Regions from separate parts of the Mus musculus genome. Here region 1 is linked to region 2. The links are chromatin contacts, called in public HiChIP or PLAC-seq maps. All regions are on one chromosome and are shown on one strand. The core of a region is the stretch at or near the end of the contact, and the rest is flanking DNA. Distances in the headings are between cores, read along the strand shown. Region 1 overlaps Rnf121 (ring finger protein 121). Region 2 holds the start of Numa1 (nuclear mitotic apparatus protein 1).

Region 1 (3,470 bases), core at 364-2,863, 73 kb after region 2:
TATAACCATTTTCCTGTGCCATTTCAGCTCAACAGTCCTACCTACCTACCTACCTACCTACCTACCTACCTTCCTTCCTTCCTTCCTTCCTCTTTTGCTCTCGCTCTTGTTCTCCTTCCTTTTTCATTTTTTTCCTCCTTTTCTTTTTAGTCCAGGCTAGCCTCAATCTCATGGAGACCTCTGCCTCCAGATTCCTGAGATTAAAGGTATGCAACACCATTCCCATCTGGTCCTAAAATGGTATGAACAAGGCTGGAGAGAAAGCTCAGCAGTTAAGAGCACAGAGGTCCTGAGTTCAATTCCCAGCATCCACATGGTAGCTTAAAACCATCTATAATGGGATCTGATGCCCTCTCCTGGTGTCTGAAGACTCATACACATAAATAAATCAATTAAAAAAAAATGATGTGAGCACCATTAATCTTGGCTGCATTCTTCTATACATGATCTAATAAAAAAATCTTCAGAATAAGCCCCTTCTCCCTGGCGGTTAGTGCTGAGAGTGCAAAGTGTGTGCTCCGGGCTTGGAACACACATTATTATTTAAAAAATTTAAAAAAAAAATCTAAAAAATCCTTTGAAAAAACCAAAAAAAAAAAAAAAAAAATTTACAAAATATCCACGTCTCCCCCGTCGGAGACATTTTTTTTCTTCCTTGGATTATAAAATTCTTGCTTTAATAAAAATTCCTTAAACAGTAAAAATAAAAAATAAAAAAAATCTTCAGAATAAATAGTACTTAAAACATTTGTGTCTCCAATATAGCAGAAGACAGTCACATTGTCACCTTCCTTAGCAGAAAGGCATATATGACGCAGCATGACATGTCATTCAAAATCACTCTAGATTTATCATTTGAATTGGTATTCCTGCCAGTCTATAAATAATTGATCATCTTAAGCTCAATTAAGGGTTTTTCCGACTAAGTTGTACCTGATTTCAGCTCAATTGTTAACCTCTTTTTGAAGTCTGTGAAGTAAGCACCCTGAAAAGTAAGCACCCTGAGAGAAGTCATGAAAATAAAATAGTTGCTGATCAAAAAATAAGTAGCATCAGAGCTGAAATCAGAAGATACATCTCAATCACCTTTTCCAAGCCAGAACTGTACACAGGTGATGATGATGATGATGATGGTGATGATGATGATGGTGATGATGATGATGATCATCGTCTTCAAAGCAAGTACACGGGAAGCTTACCAGTGCAAGGCATGGTTCTAAGAACTTGACAGACATTAACCCTCATACCTCTAAGTGTCCGTACCTGTTAGGTATGGATATTGTTATGACTCTCAGTTTACAAATGGGGTGAACTCTCAGGCCTGGTCTTACCAGCCTATATTCCAGCTCCTTCTGAGGCTAGGGCAGAAGGATGGCAAGTCCTAGGCCTGTCTAGGCTATACAGTAAATTCAAGGTTAGCTTGGGCAACTTGGTCAGATTCTGTTTCAAAATAAAAAGGAAAAAGAGGGCTGGGAGTACAGCTGAGTGGTAGACTACTTGTTTAATATGTTTAAGGCCTGGCTCCAATCCTTGTTATAGAAAAAAGGGGTAGTAATAAACGTGGCAGTGGGAAGTTAAATAAATTACCCCACATCACATGACTAGTAAATGGCAAAACTGGTTTCACCACAGGAGGATGCTTAGTGCAAATGCCTACTTACTCTAGGACTGAGTGAGCTGCTCAGAAGTGACCCAGATACTTGGAAAGATTCCCAAAGACCTGTCCAACTGGTCACAAGACGATGCATTCCATACACAGAGAAGAAAAAGAGTAGTTATGCAATTAGCTGGGTGAGCCAAACTGTCACACTTACCTCCACTGCTCCTCTGGGGAGAGGTCTGACATATCAACCTGTAGAAAGACACCACCAGAAAAATCTGTCAATGACTTATAACTGTCCCCACCCTAAATAAGGGGCTCAAAAACATTCATCAATATTTTCAAGGACTCAAAAGAGGAGGCTTCATATCTCTAACTCTAGGAAGCCTTTCTCACCACTACTTCACACCAGTGTCTCCCTTCTTTAGGTACTAGTTTGGTTCAGGTTTTACTACTAAATGAATGTTGCATGGCTGAGCTATTCAATCAAAGAGTGGGACTCCTAACTCCCAAGATGCTCACAGTGTGATGCATTATTATATGGTAAGGGTAAGCTATGGAAGAATGGACAAATGGGTTTTAACCCAAATTGGGCTGTTATAAACCAGGGGAGTTTTCTTGGAATGATTGTGAAATATTATCCAGAAATAAGAGCAATGTTCTTATCAAAGGAAATTACATGAACAGGAAGGAGGGTAAAACTGTACAGTGCACAAAGAGTTAAGTATGACTAGGGCAAAATATGAGTCAGAATTAGTAAAAGATGAAGCCATGTGAAATACTGTCATATACTGCCATATGAATAAACACATAAAAGCAAGCAGAACATTAGACTAGGCCAAAATCATCTTTGGCTCCTGTTTTGCTACTGACCTTAGAAGTGTATGGCCTTCTAAACTCAAAGTTCTGGTTCTACCTAGGGTCTCTCAAACTTGGCACTACTGATATTTGGGGGCTCTGTTTATTTTCTGGGAGGAGTGTGTCCTGCATATGATCAGTAGCACCCAAAAAGAATATCTACAGACACTGTAAAATTTAGGGAACAAAAGTTGCCACTGTCAAAAACCTCTGTTCCAGAATATTAGTATAGCCTTGGTGCCAGAGTGTATCTTCTGCTTCTTTGGAGCCATATAACGCCATGCCAAAATTCCAGTACTTAGGCCAAACAACATAGTTTTATAGCAAATTGGGCAGGAAATGTTCCTTGACAGCAAAGGAGACAGGGGCTTAGAAACATAATTTAGCATTTTGAATACCTCCCACAGTTTTGGACTGGCCTAGTACACCTTTCCCACATACTGGGAAAATGCCTCAGAGCCAATATACACTTTATACTGCTTTTGTGTCCTTTAAAGAGAACACAGAACTAAGCAGTCAATAAATATTTAAGAAATTGAGAAAAAGCCTCTCCCATAATGTAAGTATGTTAAAAACAAAACAAAACAAAAAACAAAACAGTACACCACTTGGACATACTGAAACAAGAGAGTATACAAACACTTGAAAATGCCATGTAAGTATCAAGAAAGCATCTAGAAAAATCTATTTAAAAACTTTATGTGAATCTCACTCACAAGAGGAAGTAAAATAGACGTCGGAGATGAATGGAGGGAGGAAGCTGGGTAGGAGAGGAGGTGAAGAGGGGAATAGGAATGGAGATCAGGTGGGGGTGGGTGAGAGAGAGTTGGGAGAGAGAACAGAAAGTGGTGGGGGACATCTCTGAGACAGGAGAAGCTCACAGGAGTCTGTGAGTGTGACCCTAGCTGATGGGAGACCAAAGTGGCCACCTCCTGGAGCCAGGTGGGATTTCCAGTAGAGGGAGGGAGACATCAACTCACCCACAAAAACTTCAACCCAAAATTTGTCCTGC
Region 2 (3,811 bases), core at 1,212-3,711:
TCTGCAGTCTTGGGTATGGATCTCACCAACACCTCATCCCCTCTACTCAGCACACACATTCTTTTAGTAGCCAGAGACTGTGTTTGGAAAGCTGCCATACAAATGTAGTTCAGTGGAACAGATTTAATGAGCTTTAGTAAGCTAGGGACTATGGCTGATCATAGAGAGGGAACTGGGGTATGTCCTTAAGGAGTTGTCATTCTAGATGAAAGAGACTTTCACAAAAATATATATAAAACCATTTCTTGAGCTTTGTACATGATTAGCATAATTTTTAAACACTAAAATCATGTTTTTGTGTGTGTCAGAGAACAGCTGTTGGGAGTGAGTTCTTGTCTACCATGTAGATCCTAGGTCTTCAGACCAGATCATGCATATCTCCTGAGCCATTGTGTCTTTTTGTACATGGTTATTAAAAATAAATCCAATCACTGGGTGTGGTGGCACACACCTTTAATCCCAGCACTTGGGAGGCAGAGGCAGGCGGATTTCTGAGTTCGAGGCCAGCCTGGTCTACATAGTGAGTTCCAGGACAGCCAGGGCTATACAGAGAAACCCTGTCTCAAAAAAACCAAAATAAGTAAATAAATAATAAAAAAATAAATCCAACCATAAAAACATACATACAGTGTAGGAAGTCCCCAAGTGATTGTCCCCAGTAATCCACTACTGTTACCAGTTTAATATTGGAGGGATTGAGATTTGAAGTGTGCCTATAAAGTAAAAGCCGAGAGAGGAACTGGTGGGGAAAAGGCGGTCACACTGAAGGTACCATCCTGTTCCAGGAGGAATATCTCTAGCTTCTTTAGCACTGGTAAACCTTCTGCTGGGACACCCTGGTGACAGAGACCAACCTTTGTGAAGCATCCACTAGCACCTTCTGTGCTAAAAGTCAGTGTGTTGGGCACCTTGCGAATGTTACTGAGTTCATGCTTGTACTCTTAAAGCAGAGGAGGCTATGCTTTCATCTAGGAATCTGAGGAATCCTTGCCAGGGTTATGTAGTTAGCTGCAAGTGATTTGTGATATGTATGTAAGATAGTCACTTTGTGGCTTAGCTTCCTCATGTCTACAGTTGAGTGGTAGGGCTGGAGAGATGGCTCAGCGATTAAGAGCACCTGACTGCTCTTTCCGAGGTCCTGAGTTAAATTCCTAGCAACCACATGGTGGCTCACATCTGTAATGGGATCCAGTGCCCTCTTCTGGTGTGTCTGAAGACAGTGACAGTGTATTCACATAAATAATAAGTCTTTTTAAAAAAGTCATCTTAAAGTTGAGTGGTAATTTACCTGCTTCATAAAGAGGTGTTGAAGCCTAATGAAATGATGCCCAATAGGTCAGTAGGATGGTTTGAGGCATGTTAGTAGGTTCTTAGTAAGCATTAGCTACTATCTATTATATCCTGTTTCTTCTTCAGACCCCCATCTCCTCCTCACATGTGATTCACATATGCCATGTACTTTCTTCCCGGTACAGTTGCTCCTCCTAGTTTTGTCTTGTTTGAGATAGGCTGTTACTCTGCCTTGGCTGGGCTGGAACTCTAGTAGTGAGTGGATCAGGCTGGCCTTCTGCTCCAACCTCCCACTTGCCAGGACTGTAAGCACACAGCACCATGGTGGCTTTGAGTCTCCTGCTTTTTGTCAGCTTCTTTCTCCTCAATGCTTCTCATTCCTCTTTTAACTATTCTCTACCATCCGTGTCCTCAACACCTTCCTATCTATTGGGTAGCCTCCTAGCTCACCTTGCTGCCAGAGAACCATTTTGTCAGGTTAATCTGGCTCATACCACAGCTCTCTGTTAAAACCATCCCAGATCCTTTATTTGAATCCTTGAAGTTCAAGATTTCCCAATTCTGACCTCAGTTCACCTTTGACACCTGGTCTCTCACTGCTACCACACCTTTCTGCTTTCTTCTCCCTTTCCCGAGAGGAAAAATTTGATTTTGTGCTTGAAGATCCAGATTAAAATATTACTTCAGTTTTCTAATCCTTCCCTCATCTAAACTGGTTAGTTTCCTTACATCTTTTATATGAGTTAACATGTACCATCTTGGGATAAAACTTGTAGTCACTTCTGATCTGTGGAATTGTAACCCTAGCTCAGACGTTGGGTATAATTCTTGTATGGGTATTAACAATATTTAATAGCAATACATTACACATACTTCATTAAATGTTTCTAGTTGTAAAGTGAGGGAATTCCTTTAACTATCCCAGGAGGTGTCCAGTGGGTGGCAACGCTGTCGAGATCTTGTCTGAGTGTGACATTTCTTTTAGTCATATAGTTGCAGCAGACTCTGAGGATGATGAGTCCCTGTGCCTGTTGAGGGCTCTAGCCAGCGCCTGCCATACTCAGAACTGTGCCTTGGCCCCTCGGCCCCTCCCCACAAATGCCCACAGGAACAGCGGATTAGGTTCTGGCAGCACAGCTGGGATTTTGGCGGCCATTCCAGTCAACAATAGCGCAGCTATCGGGACAGAAGAGCGAGGCCTACGCTCCGCGGCTAGAAACTGCCTGGGCCGCTCGTTTGGGTGGAGGAGTGGGAGGAGCAGGCACACAGCATGGCATCTTGGCCTTGCTACGCAGAAGGTAGGGGCTGAAGAGATTCCCTGCGGAGAACAGGCTAGGGTGGCCAAGTCCTAGGGCGGGCAGGCGGGCGGGCAGGCAGGGCGCTCTGAGGAGGCCTGCGCTTTGTGTGGCGGGGAGCCGGCGGGCGGCCGTGCGCCTGCAGACACGCCCCCCTCGCCGCGCCGCAGGAAGCTGCCCCTGTACAAGGCCTGCGCCGTGCGGCTCCCCTGCGCTCGGCTCCCAGGCTTCCTCTGCGCCGGGCGCCTTTCCCGCCAGGGGCTGGCCGTGGGTTCGGCGGCTCTGGGCCTGCCCGATAGGGCTGGTCTCGGAGGTGGACAGGCCGTCACTGCTACTGCCTTAAGCCCTGCTGGAAAGCAGCGAAGGGGGAGTGTCCTGGCCATCTCAGGTTGGTGAGGCCGGCCACCGCGGGTGCGTTTTTGTGTGTTTACGCCACAGCCTCCAGCCCTTGCTGCGCGTGCTCTCCCTTCAGCAATGGAGCCTGCGGGCTTGCGCCCTAGCCACTCTCCCCGCCCCCGCACGTCCTGCTCAGTTTTTAGGGCACGGGCAGGCTTCACCTGGGTCCTCCTGGTAGGCGTCGTCCCCCCCCCGTCCCCCCCCCCCGAGCTCTTGGCTTCGCTGTTGCTCCCAGACCGCGCGGAAGCTCGCTGTGCCTTTAAAGAAAGCAGACTCCTGGCTGTGACGCACTTCTGGCTGTCAGCCAGGAAGATTGCTTCTGCCTGGCCGACTGAGAAGAAACCCAACAACTTTTCTTTTGTGTGTGGGGTTACTTTCCACTGCCCCCCCCTACCCCTGTCCTTTCAAGATTTAAATGCTAATGGCGGATTAAAACCTGTAGATACGTTTGGCTTTAGGAGTCCGGTAAGGCCCCCAGCACTAAGACTTTTTCTCCCTCACTCTTTCTCGGGTTAGTTTTGTTTTGTTTTGTTTTTTCAAAAAAATGGACGAGAGGGTGGGGTGGTTCATCCCCCTCACCTCCCTTTGCTGCGCCATCCTTAGAGGGGAGGGAGAGGAAAGGGAGAGCAAGTAAACACTGAGAAACAGGCGCTGGCCCTGCGCAGAGCTTGCCAACATCCGGGAGTTGGCGCCTTTCTTTCCCCTCATAGATGTCAGCGTGTTTTTGTTTGGAGGGAGTAATGTGTGCGCCTGTCCTAGAGCTATAGAGACGGCCCAGTAGAGGGCTTCCCTGTTTCCTTGTGTGGTCCTAGATGTTTTTGCGGTGTTGG

The links. HiChIP or PLAC-seq counts read pairs in DNA pulled down with a chosen protein or histone mark.
Region 1: an H3K4me3 HiChIP or PLAC-seq map of bone marrow-derived macrophages shows a contact between it and region 2, with 2.1 times the contacts expected there. The contact joins the enhancer-like site here to the promoter of Numa1 in region 2. A contact is called at or near these places in 1 of 39 promoter capture datasets (macrophages), 1 of 15 datasets of contacts at CTCF or cohesin (CD8 T cells), 3 of 115 datasets of contacts at active chromatin or transcription factors (the HPC-7 cell line, bone marrow-derived macrophages and embryonic stem cells) and 3 of 9 other capture datasets (adipose tissue, liver and pancreatic islet).

Annotation. Positions count from the first base shown.
Region 1 is chr7:102,040,813-102,044,282 of GRCm38.p6, forward strand. Rnf121 (ring finger protein 121) reads right to left here. Exons shown (of 9, transcript NM_029211.3): 2 at 1,815-1,852. Among named protein-coding and RNA genes, the nearest start is that of Rnf121, 23 kb to the right of the region's middle. Within about 2 kb of position 1,614, at least 14 of the 459 cell types and tissues checked have an H3K27ac peak or open chromatin away from gene starts, as enhancers often do. A contact at or near this core is called in bone marrow-derived macrophages, where this site is marked.
Region 2 is chr7:101,967,382-101,971,192 of GRCm38.p6, forward strand. It overlaps Numa1 (nuclear mitotic apparatus protein 1), which reads left to right and starts at 2,462. Exons shown (of 25, transcript NM_133947.3): 1 at 2,462-2,588.